Regions from separate parts of the Triticum aestivum genome. Here region 2 is linked to region 1. A link is a contact called in public Hi-C data. All regions are on one chromosome and are shown on one strand. The core of a region is the stretch at or near the end of the contact, and the rest is flanking DNA. Distances in the headings are between cores, read along the strand shown.

Region 1 (7,443 bases), core at 2,833-5,332:
TTGCTTGCGAGTACTTTGGATGAGTACTCACGGTTGCTTTGCTCCCACTTTTCCCCCTTTCTATACCCGATTGCTGCGACCAGACGTTGGAGCCCAGGAGCCAGACGCCACCGTCGACGACGACTACTACTACTCGGGAGGTGCCTACTACTACGTACAGCCCGCTGACGACGATCAGGAGTAGCTTAGGAGGATCCCAGGCAGGAGGCCTGCGCCTCTTTCGATCCGTATCCCACTTTGTGCTAGCCTTCTTAAGGCAAACTTGTTTAACTTATGTCTGTACTCAGATATTGTTGCTTCCGCTGACTCGTCTATGATCGAGCTCTTGTATTCGAGCCTTCGAGGCCCCTGGCTTGTAATATGATGCTTGTATGACTTACTTTATTTGTAGAGTTGTGTTGTGATATCTTCCCGTGAGTCCCTGATCTTGATCGTACACGTTTGCGTGTATGATTAGTGTACGATTGAATCGGGGGCGTCACACAAGAGTCGGCCCATTTCTGGCCTGTTAACCCGTTGCGCCGTTTTCAGCCCGTCCTATATTCTGGCCCATTAATGACCCGTTATGCCTGTGAAAGAATTAAGCCTTTGCTGTCCTCCAGCCTGTTAACGACCTGTTACCATGCTGGGCCGATACCAATACGCCAGTTTACGGCCCATGTTGACCCATTTATCCGACAACCCAAGGCCCACTGATTCTACGGCCTGTTGGAGGCTCATTTACCGACGGCCCGTAGGTGGCCCATGGATCCTACGCCCCATAGCAGGGTCAAGTTTACCATGGTCCTTATATCAAGCAGGAAGTACAATATTATCTCCATTAAGAGGGCCCGAACCTGGGTAAACATTGTGTACCCTGCCTCCGGTTACCTTCGGTCCTCAAACGCACAGTTCGGGATCCCCTACCCGAGATTGGTCGGTTTTGACACCGACACGGACCAACACTTCAAGGGGCACATACAGCTGACCGCCGGACATGGGCACATCGGAGCCGGCGAGCTCCGTTTAGATTAAGTTTTACGTTGCATATAGTAATATGGATTTGGTGGTTTGGAAACGGTGTTTGTGGTTGTAGAATCGACTTTTTATGCGGAAACAGAAACAAAAACAGAACGGAGAGAAAATATGAAAACGGAAACGAATATTTGCAAAACAGAAGTGGAAACGGATTTTTTATGCGGAAACGGAAACAAAAACAGAACTGTGTTTATCGGTCTAACATGCATGGAAATGGAACTTTCCGTTTCCGTGAATATGGAATTTCTGTTTTTACTATAGACCTATAGCTGCTTTATAGCCCAAGCATCAAAAATAACACAATGACACAATTAGTAGAATGGATCTAAGGCCCAACTTCTACTACCACACATGTACTAAGCTTAACCCATACACAATTGTCTGATACTACTACAATACTACGCTAAGTTGCTAACATAATGATATTATTTTGTAGCAATGTTAAAAACTCATTAAATTTGTTTATTTCTCTATGATTCAAGGGGTTTTTAAGTTCCGATTAATGCCTATTTTTGTTTCCATATCCGCTTTGTATTCGCTCCGTGTTCGTTTCATCTGTTTCCATATTCATTTTCGGGGTTTCTGTATTCGTTTCCGCTTCTGCAAAAAAATGTGAAAATAAATATGATAGCACTCAGTTCCGTCCGTTTTCGCTCTATTTTCATCCCTATTGTATGGTCACTTTTCATGTCCATAGGCGCTTGGGGACTGAATTTTCGGTACTGCGATTGTAGATGCTCTTATGACTCCAATGCCGAGCAAGAACAGGAGACACCTTTCTTCTAAAATGACCAGAAGGATTCAGTGACCAACCGTGCAATCTTACACATTGCAGATATCAAAGATCTAATGATAGTCATCACAAAAGGGCACCTTAATCACCATTTAAGGAATCTTTGCAAAGTCTAGCAATATATCCGAATTTCAAGGAACATCTTCTCTAGCCCCCGTATGACAGGAGCAGCTTTCCTACAAAGAGAATCAAAGAACTTGCATCTTGACCATAGCTTTGTCAGTTCGGTGGCGTGTTGAAATAAAAGCAGATTTGAACCATAGAAAATGTGTAATCAATTTTGCTAAGTCTCACTCTCAGTCGACTGAGACTTTGTTATGTCTCCACCAATACTATATTCTCCTTTGATCTTGCATGAAGATTCATATAATTTTTTTATTTTCAGTTTTTATTTTTTTATATAGTATGTCACTTGACTGAAACTTGGTTAAGTCTCAGTCGATTGAGACCTAGCCGTACCCATGTGCAATATCTTAGAAAATGCGCCAATGATATTAGAGCATCTATAATCAGATCTCTCAAACCCGCCTCATACATCCGGACAGGTCGCCCGGTCATGATTTTTTAACACAGACGACCCCTGAAAAGCCCAGACTGGCCGGCACCCCCCATATCCAACCCAAATATGAGGCGGATATGGGGACGCTCGGGCGCGCCCGTGCACACCTTCCACGTCGGCCTGAAGGTGTGGCCTCACACAGACTCGCCGGGAAACCCGACAGTTCGACGGGCGCCTCAATCGTCTCTGTAGTGTGAACACCGTGTGGCGCCGCTCCGGCTCCCCGCTCGAGGCTGTAGCCGGCTATTTAAGCCGGCCGACGCCTCCAGCCCTAGCACATCCGCCTCTTCCCTTCCTCCGCCGCTACTCAAACCCGTTAGCCATGCCCCCACGCCGCCGCCGCTACACGATCCAACACCGACTCTTCCTCCTTGAGCAAGTCCGGATCTGTAGGGAAGCGGGGCTACCTCTAAAACCGGAGAAGGATTTCGAGGAAGTGGAGGAGGAGGAGCCGGCGAACGAGGAAGAGGAGGAGCAGGAGCAGGAGCCGGCGGAGGAGGCGCCGCCGATGGATATGGGTGAGGAGGAGGCGCCGGCGATGGAGGAGGACATGGGCGTGTGGTCGGAGCAGCACGCCAATCGCGCGGAGTCGGCTGCGGAGGCTAGGCGTCGCCGTCGGCAACAGGTGGAGGCGGCGCAGGCGGCCCAGGCGGCTCCGAACCCGGCACAGGTGACTCAGGCCATCTTCGACAACGACGAAATTTGAGTACTATAGAATGTAGTACGTAGCTATATGTTCTCCATGCTTTTGTATGGATTTAGGGGAAGAATAGGAGAAAATTACATGGAGAAGGAAATATGAGGCGTGCCCGATCAGTGTCGGCGGACGCGTCCGGTCGTGTTCGCGGGTGTTTGAGGGACCGGATTTGCTAAGTCCGGTGTTAGATGCTCTTAGCCAGCGACGACCGAGAAGGCAGCCGAGCAAAGGAGGAGACGGAGGATGGGTCACAAGATGAAGACGAAGAACCAACAAAGCGAGAGACAGCACAAGACCCAGAGGCAGGAAAGAAAACGAGACGAAGCAAAAACAAGAGCTCGGGTCGGCGCACATAGTCGCGGCCGGAACAGCGAATCCGGGCGTCTGCAGTAGTAGCAACCATACGGCCGTGCGCGCCGCCCAACCCGCATGCACTGCGCTGCCGCACCAGGCCAAACGAGAGCGAAGCGAGAACAGGCCAGGGAGGGAGGAGGGATCCTCCGGAGGGAGGGAGCCATGCAAGCAAGCCACAGAGTGGTGGCCGGAACAGGGAATCCGGGCGTCTGCAGTGGCGTACGCGGCCGTGGCCGTGCGTGCTGCCCCTGCCCATGCCCATGCAGCAAGGAAAGGAATCAATCCCCCTACGACTCTACTCCGCTGCCACGCTCTGGCTTCCCTTTTCCTTTCCGGCCTCCCTCGATCCCTTCCTTCCCTCCGCCCATCCTGCTACAGTCAGTACTGTTCTGGTCCGGCCGCGCCATCCTTTCCATTTCCGGCACCCTCCCCTTCCTCCCCCCTTTCCCCCATCCATCCACCCACCCGCCCAGCTACTCTACTCCCCACTAGGTAGCCAGCCAGCCAGCCGTCCGTCCGTCCCCCCTCCTCTGCGTTCCGGCGGGCCCCGCGCCGCAGTCGCGTGTCGCGTGCATAAAAAATGACTGGGCCGGCAGGGCCCCGTGCTTGCGTCCTGATCGCTTTGTTTATGCGCCTAATCCTCGCGTGGGCTCGCCCGGGCCGCGGTTGGCCCGGTTTTTATTAGTAGTACTCCGCCCTTTGCCAATCGGAGCAAAGCTAGCGCTGGTCCCGGTCTCGAGACCCCCAACCCCCCGCGTCGCCTCCTCCACTCCACCTCCCCTCCCCCCTTTCCTCTCCCCTCCTCTCCTTTCGCATCCCTCCTTCCATCCATCCCCATCGCATCGCAACCGCCGCATCGGCGAGTGAGCCGCGCCAGCACGGTGCTCCGAGCCTGCCTGCCTGGGCGAGCCTCGGCGCGGGCGGTGGCCGGGTTAGAGAGGGGGAGGGGACGAGGAGATCGAGGGAGAGAGGGAGGCGACGCGATGGCGCGGGAGCGGAGGGAGATAAAGCGGATAGAGAGCGCGGCGGCGCGGCAGGTCACCTTCTCCAAGCGCCGCCGGGGCCTCTTCAAGAAGGCCGAGGAGCTCTCCGTCCTCTGCGACGCCGACGTCGCGCTCATCGTCTTCTCCTCCACCGGCAAGCTCTCCCAGTTCGCCAGCTCCAGGTACATGCGTCCCTCCTCCGCGCCGCTCGCTCGCTCGCTCGCCTCGGGTCCTCCCCTCCCGTCCCTCCTCGTCTCGTCTTCCCGCGACGGTCCGTAGATCTACCCGCCTCTCTTCTTCCCTCGCCTTCCCGGGCGCAGGATCCGGCTCGCCTAGGGTTCATGCTGCTCCCTCCCGCGGGTCCCGTGTCAGTTTTGCGTGCCTTTCCGCGTCTCGCGCGCCCGGTGGGGATCATGCGACGTGCTGGCGGGGCGGATCGCGTTGCTTGGCACCGCCCGCAGCGGATTTTCTGGTTACGTTCGCGGATGTCGTCATTCTTGCCGAAATGGGGATTTTAATTATTTCTGTTTACTGTAGTAGTCATACTCCTGTAGCTGGTTGCGCATTTTTTTCGTTGATTTTCTTTTTTTCTTTTCCCGATCGAGCGGTGTGTTACGAGCATGCGCGCCTCTGCGAGTGCTGTGCGGCTTCTGTTTATATTTGCTGCGTATGTCTATGCATCTTCAGCTGCGGTGTTTTATCGTCGGTTCTTGCGCGCCTCGAGTGCTCCGGTGGGGCAAAGTTGCGCCTGCTAATTGCGTACGTACGGCCGGACTTGTGATTTTATGTGCTGCTGCTCGTACGTCGCATCGCCCGCTGATTCTAATGGGACTTAGTGTTCTGTGCGGTATATCGGTTACCGTTGTTCGATGAGATATTATTTGTACTCTTGCACGCATTTGTTCGTCGCCTCTTTTCCTTTCTTCCTTAGTTTGGGTTTGGGTGTGAAGGCTTCCTCGACGGGAGAAAGCAATGATATATTTGTGGTCCATAGATTGTTGTGCTGATGTCCTCCACTTGTTTGTTTTGTTCAGGTCCCCATTCTCTGCCGTTCAATGTGGCCGTTAGGGGAAAATTTGCCGTTGTTAGCTACTGTACCTAGTATTCTAACACTAGCATCTTGGGCATCATGTTTGTTTACGAGATTCTTATGGACCTTCAAATGACTCATCAGCCTTCTTTAACTTATTATGTGCTGCCTTTACATGTCACCGTACTGATTTTTTTTATTAAAGATGAAATAGTCTTAGTTGTTGTATATGTGTTGACATTGAAAAGCTTCGTCAGCTAATCAAATGATACGCTATCACCAAAATCATATTTGAGTTTTCTTTTCCTGGGATCATTTGTTTAGCTGAGGAAGTTGTGTGTATGGTCTCAACTTCTTTTACTTGAAACAGTAACTGTCTTGTTAAAGAATAGCAATCTTTTGAGGAGTGTCCGGTGTTTTAAGTTTCTTGGATGATTATGGATCATACTGGTGCATGCCAACTTCAGTGAATTATCGATAACCATGCATTTGTCTAACATAGCATTACAAGGAAAGTACTATGACTTGGAACTCTTATTAGCAGTAAACTGTAGGAGCAAAACGTAAGGACATTTGAGTCCAGCATTAATTTCCTCCGCGGTGCATTATAATATTTACTAAACTTCTAGGAACCAGAATGCTACAAGTAATTAGTCCTTGTTTAGGTAATTTAAAGAATAATTTAAACTGAATGTTACATAATAGGGACTGAGAGCATTTAACTACTGCTATATACAAAGTTAATGGGAAAATGTGGACTCAGTTTCGATGCTTTCTCATTAAGGTGTTTGGATTCAAAAAACATTCTGACTTTCTATCTGGTTAAGGATAATCTCTCTTCGTTTCAGAAACAAACATTTTTTGGCTTTCTCTTCTGTTTATTTAGTCCATCGCACTAACGGGTGTCATCTTATATATGTAGAAATGTTATTACTTATGGACTAGTGTTTTTTCGTTCGGGTTAACATCAGAGTTCAGTCTTCACTTTAACCTAACTTCATACTCTTGTCAGTGATTTCTAGTAATTTGATCGTCATTGTTACAATGAACTGTCAAGGTGACTATAGTTAATGTACCTAGTATGCCCCTGTATAATTCTGAACATCCCTATATCACTGTTATTTTAGTCATTTCCTTTTTTATTGATTAGTTGTAGCTTCATGTCGTACTGATATTGCCTTTCCTTGGACAGTATGAATGAGATCATCGACAAGTACAGCACGCATTCTAAGAACCTGGGGAAAACAGACCAGCCTGCTCTTGACTTGAACGTAATAATCACTTCTCACCCTCAGTGATGTTAGCCAGCAAATTGAAGTTCTGTGTTTGTAGTGTCCCAATACTTGTGAATCTACATAAGCAATATAAGGATGTGGCCCAAAATAAAATATCTTATATTCAAGGCCTAATCTAGCACAAACCTTCATATAAATGCATTTTCCCCATCTAAAACCATTGAAGCGAAACTTTGCTATAAAGAATACTTGAAAGTTGAAAAGCAGTATCTTCTATCCCAAAATGCCAATGGCGGGCGACCTTGATGGAGGTGGTTATTTTGAAAAAAGAAAAAAAATTCATATTTTGAAGTTACTATTTTTTTTGAAAAAAATTATACACATTCATATGGATGTATCCTACATGTATGCAATTTTTGAAGATGATATATATATTATGGTGAGATCTACACAAAAAAGACAAAATCATGTAGAATTTTTTGAAACTCTAAAATTTAATTCTTGAATTTTTTAAAACAACCACACCCTTTTCAAGTTTTTTTTGAGTTGGGTGTTAGGCCACATATAATACTCCCTCTGTCCCAAAATAAGTGTCGTTGTTTTAGTTAACCACAACACTTATTGTTCATGATAGCTGTGAAAAGGTGTACTTCTCTTCCTTATTTTTATTAATGGATGTCAACACTTTATAAAGTAGAAGCCTTGGGCAAAATGTAGGCAAAAAAATTTATCAGCTATTGCAATATGATAATTACTGCCTTTTCTGAATGCATTG
Region 2 (7,443 bases), core at 2,781-5,280, 69 kb before region 1:
GAAATAAAAAAACTAAGAACAAATATTGAAGTTTTATAAGGAAGAATGAGTTATTGGCATTGGTATTACCCTTTAAAAATAAAAGAAAATAAAAATAAGCAAAACAAAAAAAAAGACAAAAGGTGCAAACAAATAACTATGTTTTTTTATAATATGTCAAACTAGTCACATAATAGTGTTTTTTCGCAAAAAAAGAAGTTCCTAAAGAATGAATGAATTAGTGAAATTGGTATTATCTTTTAAGAAGAAAGAAAATGAAATACAAAAACTAAAACAAAGCAAAATAATGAACTTTCCTAAGGAATACTGGATTAGTGACATTAGTCCACCCTTAAAAATAAGACAAAATAATTTGCACACAAATAATTGTGCTTTTTTATAAAAAGCAAGAATAAACAAATACTAATAGAAATTTCGTGAAAAGGAAGTATCCTAATAATGGATGAATTAGTGGAATGGGTATTACCCTTAAAGAGGAAACAAAATGAGATGAAAACTTAAACAAAATGGTAATAACGAACTTTTCTAAGAAAGAATGAGTTAGTGGCACTAGTATTACCCTTTAAGAAGAAAGAAAATGAAAAAATATAAAAACTTGCACACAACTTTGTACTAAATCACATTATTGCAATATACAAAAAATAAGCACATAATAATGTATGTTTACTCTCTGCTACTCCCTTCGTCCTACTAAAGTTTTACTACATCAAATACACTTATTTTAGGACGGAGGGAATATAATTTAAACATTTATTGTATACTACTCCCTCCGTTCCCAAATATAAGTCTTTCTAGAGATTCTAACAAGTGACTACATACATAGCAAAATGAGTGAATCTACACTCTAAAATATGTCTATATACATCCGTATATTATTGTCTATTTAAATGTCTAAAAAGAATTATATTTAGGAACGGAGGGAGTACTTGCATAGTTGCATGCGTACATTTAAACTCACCCAATATCCCGAAATACCCATATACTCCCTCCGTCCGGAAATATTTGTCATCAAAATGAACAAAAGGGGATGTATCTAGACGTATTTTAGTTTTAGATACAACTCTTTTTATCCATTTTGATGACAAGTATTTTCAGACTAAGGGAGTAGAAAATAAAAAGAAAAACAAAAGCAAAACACATACAAATAGGACAAAAACGGGCAACGTGTAATGGGCTGTAGGCCCAATAGAAAATCGTCTGACCCCCAAACAAAGACAATTAAAAGAATTCATCCCAAGAAGCCGTGAAAAAACACAACGCAGAAAAATGAATTTTGACATCAACAAAATAATTGTTAGAAAATTGACTTACCCAAATTTAAATACTATTTGGGTACAAATCCAACATCAGATTCTTTAGCACGGTGAATCGAACATATTTTTATTGCAAATTAAGTTGTCACGAAGATGACAATTTTCTTTAGGAGGCAGGATCTGCCGTGCTTGCTAAAGAAAATTGGCATCATCAAAACAACATAATGTATCATCGAAAACACCTATTCTGCCATGGTTAAAAATCCGGCATCAGATTTTAACATTCCCATTTGAAATTCATGTACCTTAGTGTAGCTAAAGTGGGTAAAAAAAAGTTTATAGACCGTGCAAACGAATCAGTACACGCTGTACTGTACGCTTAGGCAGTGGCGATGCAAAATCTGGACAGCCCGATTTATCCCCCACCTCGACGAACTGACAGGGTTTGGATGCCCTCGCAAAAAAAGAGGACAGGGGTTTGGATGTGCATGCATGAACTGCAGCCCTATCAAGTGTTGGTAAAAAAAATGCTTATAGACCGTGCAAACAAATCAAGTACGTACGTGTTGTACGTGGTGATGCAAAAACTGAACTGCTGTTCGACTTGCGCAGCAGCAGTTCACTTCAGCGACACCCTGACGCCTGGCCCAAGCGAGTACTGTGCGGGCCAGATGAATGAACCAACGAGCGAAGCCAGGACTGGGCTGCCCCTTCCGCCCCCGGGATGCGTTTGATCATGATCGGTTCGCCACCGGTCTCCATGAGAATGTACTCCCTCCATTCCAAATTACTCATAGTAGAAATGAATGTATCTAAAACTAAAATGCATCTAGATACATCTATACTTGCGACAAGTAATTTGAAACGGAGAGAGTAATAAACTAATACTTTCTCCATCCAAAAAGTCTTGTCCCTTAAATGAATGAACTTAGCATTAAGTTAATGCTAGATACTACATCCATTCGAGAAATAAGTTTGAGATAAGCTTTTTCGAACGGAGAAAGTATAAAAGCATTTAAATCATTAAATTAGTGATCTAAACGCATTTATATTAGTTTAGAATGAAATATTATTTGTTCTTGAGAAATGTCTCCAGCAGAAACATGGATAAGACTCGTATCACTGGCGATCGCTCTCTAGATTAGCATGTCAATGGCGTGTGAGCCTCTACGTTATCGCCAGGCAGAGCCAGCGGCAACCCTTTTGGACTTCTTCCTCGAGCATCATCGTAATCTCATACCTCGCAAAAAGAAAAGAGCACTGCTTCACACACGACGGTTACTACACGAAACACAAACGACATGCATATCCAACCATTCAAGCCCAAGCCTAAGCAGCCCCTGCCCGTTGGATTAACCATCGTCTTGGCATCGTCCATCAAAGTGTCGTCTATGAAGCAGTTTCGAAAAGAAAAAGGAAAAAACACTGTAGCCTCATGGACCTGATGACGCAGATTGTGGGCCAGAAAACGCCCCCAACGTCACTACACCTGCGACTCCTTCATACCAGAGCAACTAGTTAACAGTGCTTTTTCGGGAGCCTCGCAACGATCATCGTCACTTGGCACGCTCTCAGCCATTCGCCACGTGTCGCGCTCTCAGCCATTCGCTACGTGTCGCGCTCTAGACGTTCCCTTTAAATTTTATTTTTTTTATTTTTCCACATGCATTTTTGGTTTTTTAAATGGTTTTTCCCCGGTTTTTTATGACGTTTTGGTTTTTCACCGTTCTTCCTTAGCTTTTTGATAAAAAATAAATAAATTTTTTTGCACGAAAAAACGCGTTTTTTAAATCTTTCGCGAGAATCATGATTTTTTGCTTCCCCGAGAGGCATGGTTTTGCTTCCGTGAGAGTCATGGCCGTGCCTCTCGAAAATGAAAAATAACGCGTTTTCTGTTTTTTCCTTTCACGAGAGTTACGGTTTTGCTTTCACGAGAGGCATGGTTGTGCTTTCGCGAGAGTCACGGCCGTGCCTCTCGGAAACAAAAAAAACCGTGTTTACTTTTTTTTTCTTTCGTGAGAGTTACGGTTTTGCATCCGCGAGAAGCATGGTTGTGCTTTCGCGAGAGTCACGGTCATGCCTCCTCGGAAATGAAAAAAAAAATACGTTTTCTTTTTTTTTTCCTTCCGCAAGAGTCATGGTTTTGCTTTCACGAGAGTCACGGTTGTGATTTCAAGGCACGGGCCTGCCTTTTTTAGAAAGGGAAAAACCCGTACTTTTGATTCGGTTTTTTCGTCCGTTTTTTTCATGAAAAAAAAGTTCGTCAAAATCTATTAAGATGGGATCTAATTTTGAAGATCTCGACGCGAAGGATCGAACGGTAAAAGCGGTTTAACATTTGGACGAACGGTTTAAAAGATAAAATATTTTGAATAAACGGATCTACGGACAAAGCAATAAGGGGAGTTGGGGTGTTTATTGCAACGAATACTTTTTAACTGATTTCGCCGTCATGCTACCGAGCTCCAGCGATGACCGAATGCTCTCCTGAAAAGATCTGCGCGGCCGTCCGGTTCCGCAAAAGCCATCACGTCTTTTTTAAACTCGAAAAGAAAGCCTGGAGTACCCCGAAACAGGACGCAAATAGCGGTGCCCAAAAGCCATCCCACCATGTCATTTCCGGTCCAAAGAGAAAGAAAAGGGTTCTGCGCGGGTGCGCTGCCCCTGGCTCTCCCGGCCACGCATCTCGCCACCGCCAGGTACACACACGTACTAGTACTGTACTACGAGGGGGTCTCGCACCCGTGGGGTGGCCTCTGCATCGCGTACGCGAGGACTGGACGGGACGCCTCCGCAGCTTTCCACCACGACGCTCGGCCATCATCGGCGGGCGGTACCCGGGGTGCATCCATCCAGAGAGATCTCCGCGTATCCGTGTCCCGGATCGCCGTAGGCTTTCAGCGCGGCCAGGCCTAGCCGCTTCCGCTTGTGGGTTTGCGGCCGACGGTGCGTAGGCTTTCGTGGCGCCCAGCCCTAGCGTTTCCGTTCCGGGATGGCGTGCGCCTCGGCGCGCTCCAACACGCGTGTACGAACCCCCACCATTGGGACGGCCTCGTTGCCGAAACCAGGGGTGGAGTACACCAAGCGTACTGCTACTGCTTTGATGATTCCCCTGCCGCTGGCGCTGCGTCGTCAGGGCCGACCGTAGGGCCTCACCAGTCACCACGTCCGAAAGCAAAGCAGCCAACACAACGCAAAGGCTGCCGTCGCGTACGCCGCGACACGACTGGACGCACTGTTCCGGCTTTGACCGCCCGCGACCGGTAAAAATGAGCGAGGCACGACGCGCCGTGGAAAGCGACTCCAGCTTGCGTGTTATGTTCGCGTGAGAGGGATTACAGTAAGATATACTGTACTACCACTAGTGTATTTAGTATCATGCTGTTGCTATAGAAAGTAACGGTTCCTTTTACCATTTCCAGCTGGTGCAGCCGGGGCGCGGTGGGAGGTCGTGGTCCTTTCCGGTAAACTAATGCAAATTCCAGAAAATGTAAACTAATGCCGAAAGCTTCGCTACTAGATTGATAGTAGCAGTACTAGCATCTTTGAGCTAATGATCGTGTGCGTACGTACGCTGGGTTAAACTAACGTTGCAAAAGCCGGGAGAGACGAGATTAAATATGTCGGCCCAGCCGATTTGGACCTTTGTGTTGTACTACATCAACCATAGCGACTGCTTGCCAGTTGCCACCGGTTTACTAGTACTTTGGAACGATTCGCATCCCGTTTTCAGTCCCACTTGATTCGATCTGCAGGACATCGCATTACCCTCTTTGCAGGCTTATCGATCGTTGTATGTTTCGGCTAGCCGTTTTTAATTGGACATTGCCCACTTTCTGTTTATTGAAAACACATACAATTTTCTTCATTCGGAATAATAGTTATATCGTCCATGAGAAAGGGTACAATCACACTCAAGGGCTTCTCATACCAATCAAGAGTCGAAGGAAATCTAGCCAAACTAATAAGTTCATGAGCAAATTTATTAGCTTATCTATTACAATGTTTGAAACTAAGCATAGAAAAGTCACATAAAATATAATAACAATCGTGAAAAACTACCACCGTCACTCCTATAGATCGCCCTCCATTCTTCCTGGTTTCAATGATATTCGAATTATCAGAGTTAATAACGAGGCGATTGCAACTTGTCTATTGTGCAAGGCAATGACCGAATCTTGTCGAGGCTTCAACTCCAGAACGCCCACACAACAATATATCCTCTAATTTTTCCACAACAATTAATTTATCTTTATCGTCCCTCGGGACGCTCCAGATGTGCGCCCAAACAATTCTTGATCAAAATATGCATCCATATTAATTTTAAAAAAACACGGGCAAATCCCACCCCTATTTTCTGTTAGGAAATGTTGCATGGAAAACAAAAAAAAATCTACGCACACGCAAGATCTATCCATAGAGATGCATATTAACGAGGGCGAAGTGTGTGTACGTACCCTCGTAGACCGTAAGCGGAAGCATTCAGTAACACGGTTGATGAAGTCGAACTTCTTCGCGGTCCAACCGAACGAGTACCGAACATACGACACCTCCGCGTTCAGCACATGTTTAGCTCGGTGACGCCCTCACCTTCTCGATCCAGCAAGACGGCGAAGGAGTGGACGAGTTTCGGCAACACGATGGCGTGGTGACGGTGATGGTGAAGCTATCTCCGCAGGGCTTCGCCTAAGCACTACTAAAATAAGACCGAGGAACTAAACTGTGGAAGGGGGCGCCACACACGGCTAAGCAATTGTCGTGGTTCTGTGTGGCGCCCCCTTCCCACATATATATAGGTGGGGGAGGGAGGAGCAGCCAAGGAGGAGCCCCAAGTAGGCCGAATCCGACTTGGGGTCATTCCCTAGTGGCGCCCCCTTACCATATTTGCCGGAGGGGAAAGGAAAGGGGGAGAGGAAAGGAAGGGGGAGGCGGACTCCCCCCTTTTCCTTCTCTCCCAAGGGTTGCGGCCTAGGAGGGGCGCGCCAGCCCCTTGTGGTTTAGTGTGTTCCCCCCTTTGTCCCATATGGCCCATTAACCTCCCGGGGTGTCCGGAACCCCTTCCGATGACCCGATTTCTACTTGATACATCTCGAAACTCTTCCGGTGTCCGAATATCATCGTCCTATATATCAATCTTTACCTCCGAGCCATTCCAGAGCTCCTCGTCATGTCTGTGATCTCATCCGAAACTCCGAACAACATTCAGTCACCAAATCATATAACTCATATAACACTATATCGTCAACGAACATTAAGCGTGCGGACCCTACGGGTTCGAGAACTATGTAGACATGACCAGGACATCTCTTTGATCAATAACCAATAGCGGAACCTGGATGCCCATGTTGTCTCCTACATTCTATGAAGATCTTTATCGGTCGAACCTTATGAGAACATACGTAATTCCCTTTGTACATCTATATGTTACTTGCACGTGATTCGATCGTCGGTATCTTCATACCTAGTTCAATATCATCACCGGCAAGTCTCTTTACTCGTTCTGTAATACATCATCTTGCAACTAACTCCTTAGTCACTTTTCTTGCAAGGCTTCTTAAGATGTGTATTACCGAGAGGGCCCAGAGATACCTCTCCGATACTCGGTGTGACAAATCCTAATCTCGATCTATGCCAACTCAACAAATACCTTCGGCGATACCTGTAGAACATCTTTATGATCACCCAGTTATGTTGTGACGTTTGATAGCACACAAGGTATTCCTCCGGTATTCGGGAGTTGCATAATCTCATAGTCAAAGGAATATGTATTTGACATTAAGAAAGCAATAGCAATAAACTGAACGACCAATATGCTAAGCTAATGAATGGATCTTGTCCATCACATCATTCTCCTAATGATGTGATCCCGTTATCAAGTGACAACACATGTCTATGGTTAGGAAACCTTAACCATCTTTGATCAACGAGCTAGTCTAGTAGAGGCTTACTAGGGACACGATATTCCTTTATGTATCCACACATGTATTTCAGTTTCCAATCTATACAATTCTAGCATGAATAATAAACTTTATCATGAATAAGGAAATATAATAATAACCATTTTATTATTTCCTCTAGGACATATTTCCATCAGTCTCCCACTTGCACTAGAGTCAATAATCTAGTTCACACTGCCATGCGATTAACACCCATAGTTCACATCAGCATGTGACTAACACCCAAAGAGTAC

The links. A called contact is a pair of places that touch in the nucleus more often than the background predicts.
Region 2: a Hi-C map of leaf shows a contact between it and region 1, with 4 times the contacts expected there. The contact joins the enhancer-like site here to the promoter of LOC780635 in region 1. A contact is called at or near these places in 2 of 5 Hi-C or Micro-C datasets (both in leaf).

Annotation. Positions count from the first base shown.
Region 1 is chr6A:553,041,362-553,048,804 of IWGSC CS RefSeq v2.1, reverse strand. LOC780635 (MADS-box transcription factor 22) reads left to right here and starts at 4,082. Exons shown (of 8, transcript XM_044548426.1): 1 at 4,082-4,585; 2 at 6,626-6,704. The coding sequence starts at 4,404.
Region 2 is chr6A:553,110,593-553,118,035 of IWGSC CS RefSeq v2.1, reverse strand. No RefSeq gene overlaps it. Among protein-coding and RNA genes, the nearest start is that of LOC123128433, 16 kb to the left of the region's middle. Within about 2 kb of position 4,030, at least 7 of the 8 cell types and tissues checked have an H3K27ac peak or open chromatin away from gene starts, as enhancers often do. A contact at or near this core is called in leaf, where this site is marked.